Regions from separate parts of the Mus musculus genome. Here region 1 is linked to region 2. Evidence: chromatin contacts called from public promoter capture Hi-C data. All regions are on one chromosome and are shown on one strand. Each heading gives the region's core, a stretch centred on a gene start, on an enhancer-like site or on the middle of the called end of the contact. The rest is flanking DNA. Distances are from core to core; before and after follow the strand shown.

Region 1 (3,857 bases), core at 192-2,691, 260 kb after region 2:
GTAAATGCCCTGAGAGTCTGGTGTAGGTGACAGTATGGAACTAAGCCTGCATTGTGTAGGCAGAGGCTGGCTTGCCAGCAGCTTTCTTCAATTCAGTGGACTTTGACTTGAATTTGGTAAGACTGGGTGAGAGGCTGATGTTAACACCAGGACTTGTGATGGGTATCTTTTTCTCTCCAGTTCTACTCTCTTCTCTACCCTGGATATCCTTGGGAAGCTGACCCACTTAGCATGCACGGATGCGATCTATCTTAGTTTCTTTCCTGTTGCTGTGACAAAAGACGCCAAATGGATACTTTATGAAGAATAGAAATATATTTGGCTCACAGCTGTGCGGGAGGCTGGAAAGTTCCAAGAGCATGGTGTCCCCATCTCATCCGGTGAGGGGCTGGCTTCTTGCTGCATCTTAGCATGGCAGAGAACATCACAGGACAAGGATTCTAGTTCTGTTCTTTCTCCCTATAAAAGGTGACATGCTGGTCTCATCCTTTCAAAAGCTCCACCTCCAAGTACCATTAACTTGAAGATTATATCTCCAGCTGGGGGACTTGAAGGAAACATGTTCAAATCATGGCAGATCCTTGCCCTCTCAACTCTGTTGGATTCAGACTCCAGGGGAATAGTACAATGTTGGAATTTCTCTGTCTCCTTCTTACCTCCCTGAGGGGAGCCACCTTGGCTAATGGTCCACGACTCTCCTTAGAGCACATGTGTGCACCGTTCTTTCAGACTACAACAGCTACCCTTTGTATTCATCTTCCCATCGGACTCTCCCAGCCAGAGTTTCCAGCTGTAAGAAACTCTATTATCCCTCATGATTTTCCTACATCTTGCCTACACATATATTACATATATGCACATGTTTGTATACCCATGTATGAAGATACATGTGCCTGTGGGAGGGCAGAGGTTGACAATGGGCATCTTTAATTGTTCCCCTTACTTTTGGAGAACTTTTCACTGAACCTGGAGTTTGGTGGTTGGCTAGATTGGCTGGCCAATGAACCCCCTGTCTCTACTTCCCAGTTCTGGGATTTCAAACATTATCTACCAAACCCAGCTTTTACTTTTTTAAGGGGATGATGGGAATCCAAACTGAGCTCTTACACATGAGGCCAGCACCCTGTCACTGAGCTGTCTTCCCACCTAAGGCCATCTTCACAAAAGCCGTTATCTTAGAGATACGAAGGTGAGGAGTGTTTGTGGATGGAGCGGTAGGCCTGGGCTTTGTGCCACAGTACTACAGAGGGGACTTGAGTGGGCGGGGAGATGAAATGAGAAGGTCAGAGGTCTGATTGCTGAAGCTTGGGTGGAGCTGAGAAGGCTCCTGCACAGCACGCTCCCACAATTTGAAATGATGGGATAGTAAATGGTGAAGAAGTGAGTAGTTAAATGAAAAGCCACTCTGCCTCTGGAAAATGAGTTTATTTCTGCTTGGTGGCTGCCTGTGATGTCACCCAGTGTGCTTGCTTTCAGAAATGTAACCGGGAAAACATCCTGTAACTGAGGAGTGATATTTCTGTGAAAGTTTAATCAAGTGCTGCTCAATGGAAAAATATCAAGATGGCATTGCAGGGAATCGTTCATGAATGGAAGGGAGGCAAAGAGAACTACATGTGTCTTTCAAAGTCTATTCTAAGTCACCCGGGTGGGGAGGACGTGGGGGAAGCTACACGTGAACCAAGGTTGACTGGTGTTAAGATTTCTCGAGTGGAACTGATACCAGGGACCCCCTTTTACTGTCTGTCCTACTTTTAAAACGTACTTTTTATCCAAACCATGGCCATTCAAATTAAGGACTTTCTGGTTTTTGGAAACGGGATGTGTTGTCCCACATCCTTACAGGCTTCGTTTTTCTAACGTTTGCTTGTTTCCTGTCTCCCACTCTTCAGTTTTGTCTGCTGTATGGAACGAAGCTGGTGTTCCAGGAGCGAGGCTGGTACTTAGAACATAAATACCTGACCCCCAAGGCCAGCATGCTGATCAGGGCTCAGGTAAGAGGAGACACTGCGCATGCGCAGCAGCAGCCTTCGGCTCTTGGCTTTCTCAGAAAATGTCCCTGCCACTCTGTCGCCAGTTTCTGAGTGTTGACTTTAGGCCTTTAGGACTTTGTGTGCATAGCTTCAGGCCGTGATGATTCTATTAAGTGACAAAGACTAACTCACTGTATATGAGCTTCCTGACGTCGAGAGCAGAGACAGGACCGTGTGTTTTCCTTGTCTTGATGGGGATCGGTATTAATATTTTTCCTAACCCCTCCAAAGCATATTAATTCGTCCTTCATATTCAGGAGAAAAATCCTGCGGTAATTTTACGTCAGCAGTGACAATGAAAGTGAAAGCTACTTAGCACCTGTAAGTAAGGCGGGGCCACTAACCCATCCCAGATTGCTGCTGTAGGGATAGAGACCACAGACAGCGGTGGCAGCAGCGGCAGCAGCGAAGCCTATCCCTGGTACACCTCCTCTGCAGAGGCACAAAGAAACTGAGGACTCAGTAGTCTTCAGAGGGGCTCATTATATCGAGAGTCCCAATACAGATTTGTAAAAACACAAACTGTAGTTAATATGCCCAATGACACTCAATAAGAGACACTCCTTTGCCAGCAGTTATCAATTATAAGTAGCATCTTTCTTAGGGTGGGGCTGCTTCCCCTTCTCAGTGCTGGGATCCCACTGGCTTGAATCTACGTGGTCTTGTGCCTGATACCACAGTCTCTGTGAGTCCGTATGTGCATCAGTCCTCTTGTGTCTGGAAGAGGATGTTCCTTAGTCATCCAAGCCCCTCTGACTCTTATAATCTCTCTACCTCTTCTTCCACATAGATCCCTGAGCCACAAGGGGAATTTGATAAAGATATACCATACAGGACTGAAGGCTCCAAAGTCTCTCCTTTGCTATGCATTGTCTGGTTCTGGGTCTCTGTGTTAATTCCCATCTACTGTGAGAAGAAGCTTCTATGATGAATCTCCTAAGGAAGGAGAGAGTATAGTATATATGGAAAACTAGAATAGAAGGATTATTCAGGAATTTTGGAAGGGACAAGTAATACTATGTGCCATTTGAAAAACCATATGGAAACCTACTGCTATAGAGGTTTCCTAAAATATATACATATAGGAAAAGAATGCAAATGGAGTCGCTATATGTTGAGGAGGACAATGCCCAGGCTAGACTTCTAATGGCACAAAGTAAAACCTTGTGCCAGGAATGGGCTGTATCTTGTTGAGTTGTTGACCAAAGGGGTCCCATGGAACCCCTAAACAACACAGGCCATTGCCAAGGCTATAGACTGTGCTTCACAACTTGATGGTAGGGCCCTATTGCTGAAGACAACAACACGTCATTCATTTTTATCTTAAGTGTATAAGTGGTTGCCTAAAGACGTGTCTTACACATGTAATGCAGTTGCCCTCAGTGGAAAGAAAATGCCATTGTATAACTTGGGACTGGAGTTTCAGACAGTTCTGAACCACCTTTGTGAGTGCTGGGAATTGAACACACATCCTCTGGAAGAAAAGCCAGTAGGGTAGAACAGTCAAACCAGCCCCTCTGACACATAAACTTTGAGGGCACAAATGGCTATAAGAGAAGCAATGGATAGGTGGCAGCTGCCTTTGATGGGGACATTTCTCAAAGAGAGTACTCGCTTGGAACTTAATTTAAAAAAAAATAGTACACACAGAAAAGAGGTTAGAAGTATGAAGAGCCAGAGAACCAAAACACTACTTAATTATGTCTTCTAGAAATGATAGGAAAGCTGCACCCATGAAATCTCAACATGGTCAGCTGGACAAGATTTGCATAAAGACAACAGTTGGCATGCCAACATGGATGGAGGAAGTCTCACAAGGCCCCA
Region 2 (3,514 bases), core at 269-2,768:
TTTTCATCAAGGAGTCTTTGTAAGTAGAGCAGAGGACCATAGTGATTGAGGATACTTCTTCACCCCTTGCCTGGCAACCTCTGCCCTACCCTTTAGGAGGTATCCGCTGCTTTGTTAGCCCTCCTTCCTGTTATAGGTTTGTTTTGTCTGTTTTTAGAATTTAATATAACTAGACTCATGCAATTTGTTCCCTCAGCTTATTTTTATGGCATATTCTAGTTTAATGATTCAATCCTAGAGTGAAAATGAGTGAGCTATGGACACAACAGTCACTGAAGACAACTTAGTCATTCTGAGTGCCAGAAGCCAGACACAAAAGAACACATAGTGTATAATCCAATTTCTTTAATATTCGAAAGAAGTAGACAGTCATTTATAGAGTTGTTAAGCAGCCAGCATTGGTCAGGAGAGAGGAAATAGAGGTTGACAGGGAAACTGAGAACACCTTTTCCCCCTTGCCCTGGGTGGGGGTTACACAGGCAAATCTACTTTGCACTAATTTCCTGAGACTTAAATTATAATCCACACCTTTGTTCTTGACACATTGTATTTTCTTAGAGTATTTTTTTTTTTAGAATTAAGATACTAGAAAGGAAAAAGGTAAGATTCAAGTCCCTACCCTCCAATTTTGTATGTGTGTGTGAGACAATGCATATGCTTATTATCTTTTGATAAGTAGGTAGTTACTCCAAAGTGTAGCAGGCATGTTGTCTCACATGCATTCCAGCCAGAGGGATTAAAGGTGTGTGCTAAGGGCTGAGCCACCCCACAACTAGAAATAGTTTGTTTGTTTGTTTTAAAATAAATAAGACAATCTCAGAGGTCACAGTGTGATCAAATATTCTGCACTGTCTGTAGAATGAGACAGGGGAGCAGTATCTGTCACATCTTCATATCTTACAGACTCAGGAAAACCGAAAATAGGAATTATAGCTGTGAAAATACTAAATAATTAGGTATGACTTATATGCCACTGTTATACAAACAATATTTGAAGTAACCAAAGAAGTGTTTTAAATAAGGAGAATATAATATCAACCCTTCATTTTGCTTAGAGTGCTTGTGACTGTTTCTGCAACTCTTGTTTCTCTGATGCACAGTCTCATTCCGCTGCTTTAGAGACTGTTAGAAATTTAGGTGTACTACTGTGATTAACAAATATTCATGTTTCCAGGTTCCCAAAATGCTTATTCATCCAGCTTAGATTTCTCAACTTGGTCAGTCACAATGACAGTTCGCATGAAGAACAAGTTCCACCTAGTGGCAATTTTAAGTATATATTCTGACATGCATTTTATGAGCTATGAAGAGGGCTCACTTTTACTGCCAAACCCGATGACCATGATCCACAGAACCCATGCTGTGCAAGGAGAGCATCAGTTCTTGTAAGTTGTCTTCTCATCTCTACATGCAAGCCGTAAGGCTTTCAAAGTCAGACGTTCATTGCCGGAGGCATTCAAGTTGAGTTACATGGTGTGCTGCTTTAATCCCCAGAGGGATGAAATCCACTACTTAATCCCACGGGGTTTCTGCAGCTGTTGTAACTTGTCCTCCAGCCCCTGTGAGTGGCAATAGTAGATAAGAGCAGAGGCTTTGGGTTCTGGCACCCTCAGCTTTACAGAAACAAGTGTAAATTGTTTACACAATTTACCAGAGCTCCCAGGCAGCTGGTATTAGGGCTCTCAGCCTAGGATCTCTGAGACCTTGGTCCTCAAAGATTGGAAGTTCCCCAGGACCTTTCCAGCAACCAGGATCCACAGTTTTTCTTCTCTAGCTTTCACAAACTTCTGTTAATGTTCATTTTAGGCTCTTTGCCCTATCTTGCTTCCTGCTTCCACTATCCCCATCATTTGTATTCTAGATGTTCTTTGAAACTCTGTAGCTGCCCTTGGTCACTGCAGCTACTGATGGCCACTCCCTTTGCAGCTGCTACCACAACTCAGCTAGTGCTTCTGTTGTTACCTTTATGTTACTAGCTCTGCCCACCCTCCTAAGGATAAAGATCAAGATAAGGGGAGAGAAGACCACTCAAGAGAAGCCCAAATTGGAGGGGCCAGAGAATGTTTAGGGTGAATGCTTTATGTGATATTGGCTGCATGCAACTATAAATTTGTCTAGACTCATAGACTATAACCCATCAGAAACAAACCCCAAGGTAGTAAGAAATTATTTGGTATCCTGGCCTTTGGTTATTGAGTTCCTAGATAAAACACACACACACACACACACACACACACACACACACACACACACACACAGAGAGAGAGAGAGAGAGAGAGAGACTTTATATTTGCAATAAGCCAATAAGCCTTAAGCTGCACAATAGCTGGGCAGCTGCCTACCCTCCATGCTGTTACAATCTACTTTCCTATTGATAACCCCAGTTGTTACTTACTATTTAATATGTTCTATTTGAGCTGCTCATAACTCCCTTGGAGCCACGTTTTTATGACTCAGCTAACCCATAGTGGCTTCTCCTTTCTCTTCTCCTGCACCTTCTTCCTTTATCCTATGGTGGCTTCTTCCTCTTCCTTCTCCTCCTGGTCCTCTCTGACCCAAGCCCACAAAACCTCAACCCCACCTATGTCTCTTCTGCCCAACTATTGGCTATTTATTTACCAATCACAATTAACTGGGGGCAGGGTCACTTAGCTAGCAGATTCTCTGGGAGAACCAGTTTTGGGGGCCCAAATTAGCATTAGAATACAAGCATCATCAGGGCAGCCCTCTACATCTAGGAGCTGGAGTTGGTGGTTAAGAGCACTTGCTGCTCTTCAAGAAGACCCACGTTCAGATCTCAGCACCCATGTCCCACAGATCACAATTACCTATTAACTCAAGCTCCAAGGGACCCACACCCTCTTTTGACCTCCCTGGACCCTCACACACATGTTACACAAAGATCTCTCACACACACATATATACAAGGCACAAATGCACACATACACATTAAAATAATTGTTTTTCTCAATTCCAAGCAACTCTATAAATGTAGTTTGTTTTATTTTTCTTAAAAATACAATGCATACTTGAACCTGACCACCATTTAGTTTTGAGTAGAATGGCACACACACAAGTAATCTCTGGGAGACATGGTTGTCAAATATGCCAAGTGGGAAGAAAATAAGCCAGTCACAAAAATGTTAAAAAGCAAAACCATCTACTCTTCAAAAAGGCAACATGTAGACATCGTATGGCTTCAAAAAGTAAAGGGGGGCCACCAAGCCAAATCTTTCTGTAGTCATTTAAAGGATGGACTTGTGAGACTGTCTTAATTATTTCCCTCCATCCATTAGGGATGGTTTCCCTGACTTTAAGACCCGTTTTGATCGTTCTTTGGTTCCTGAGCGAGGGAAAACCGCGAGCCCCTCCCTCAGACCTCTATGGCTTCAGATGATGTTACCATCCCTGTAGGTCTTTCCCTTTGCATTGGTTCTCTCAAGTTGTTTGCAAGATTCTTTTGCTTTTAGTTTTTAGAAACTTAATTGTGACACATATCCGTCCATTCGGGAAA

What was found. Promoter capture Hi-C pulls out the DNA fragments that hold promoters and counts their contacts.
Region 1: a promoter capture Hi-C map of trophoblast stem cells shows a contact between it and region 2, with 4 times the contacts expected there. The contact joins two enhancer-like sites. A contact is called at or near these places in 7 of 39 promoter capture datasets (3T3-L1-derived adipocytes, the C10 cell line, frontonasal cranial neural crest and 4 more), 1 of 115 datasets of contacts at active chromatin or transcription factors (effector CD8 T cells) and 4 of 9 other capture datasets (adipose tissue, embryonic stem cells, liver and 1 more).

Annotation. Positions count from the first base shown.
Region 1 is chr2:128,103,785-128,107,641 of GRCm38.p6, forward strand. Acoxl (acyl-Coenzyme A oxidase-like) reads left to right here. Exons shown (of 18, transcript NM_028765.3): 17 at 1,893-1,994. Among named protein-coding and RNA genes, the nearest start is that of Bcl2l11, 20 kb to the right of the region's middle. Within about 2 kb of position 1,442, at least 4 of the 459 cell types and tissues checked have an H3K27ac peak or open chromatin away from gene starts, as enhancers often do.
Region 2 is chr2:127,844,288-127,847,801 of GRCm38.p6, forward strand. It overlaps a transcript of Acoxl not described here. Among named protein-coding and RNA genes, the nearest start is that of Acoxl, 8.6 kb to the right of the region's middle. Within about 2 kb of position 1,519, at least 20 of the 459 cell types and tissues checked have an H3K27ac peak or open chromatin away from gene starts, as enhancers often do.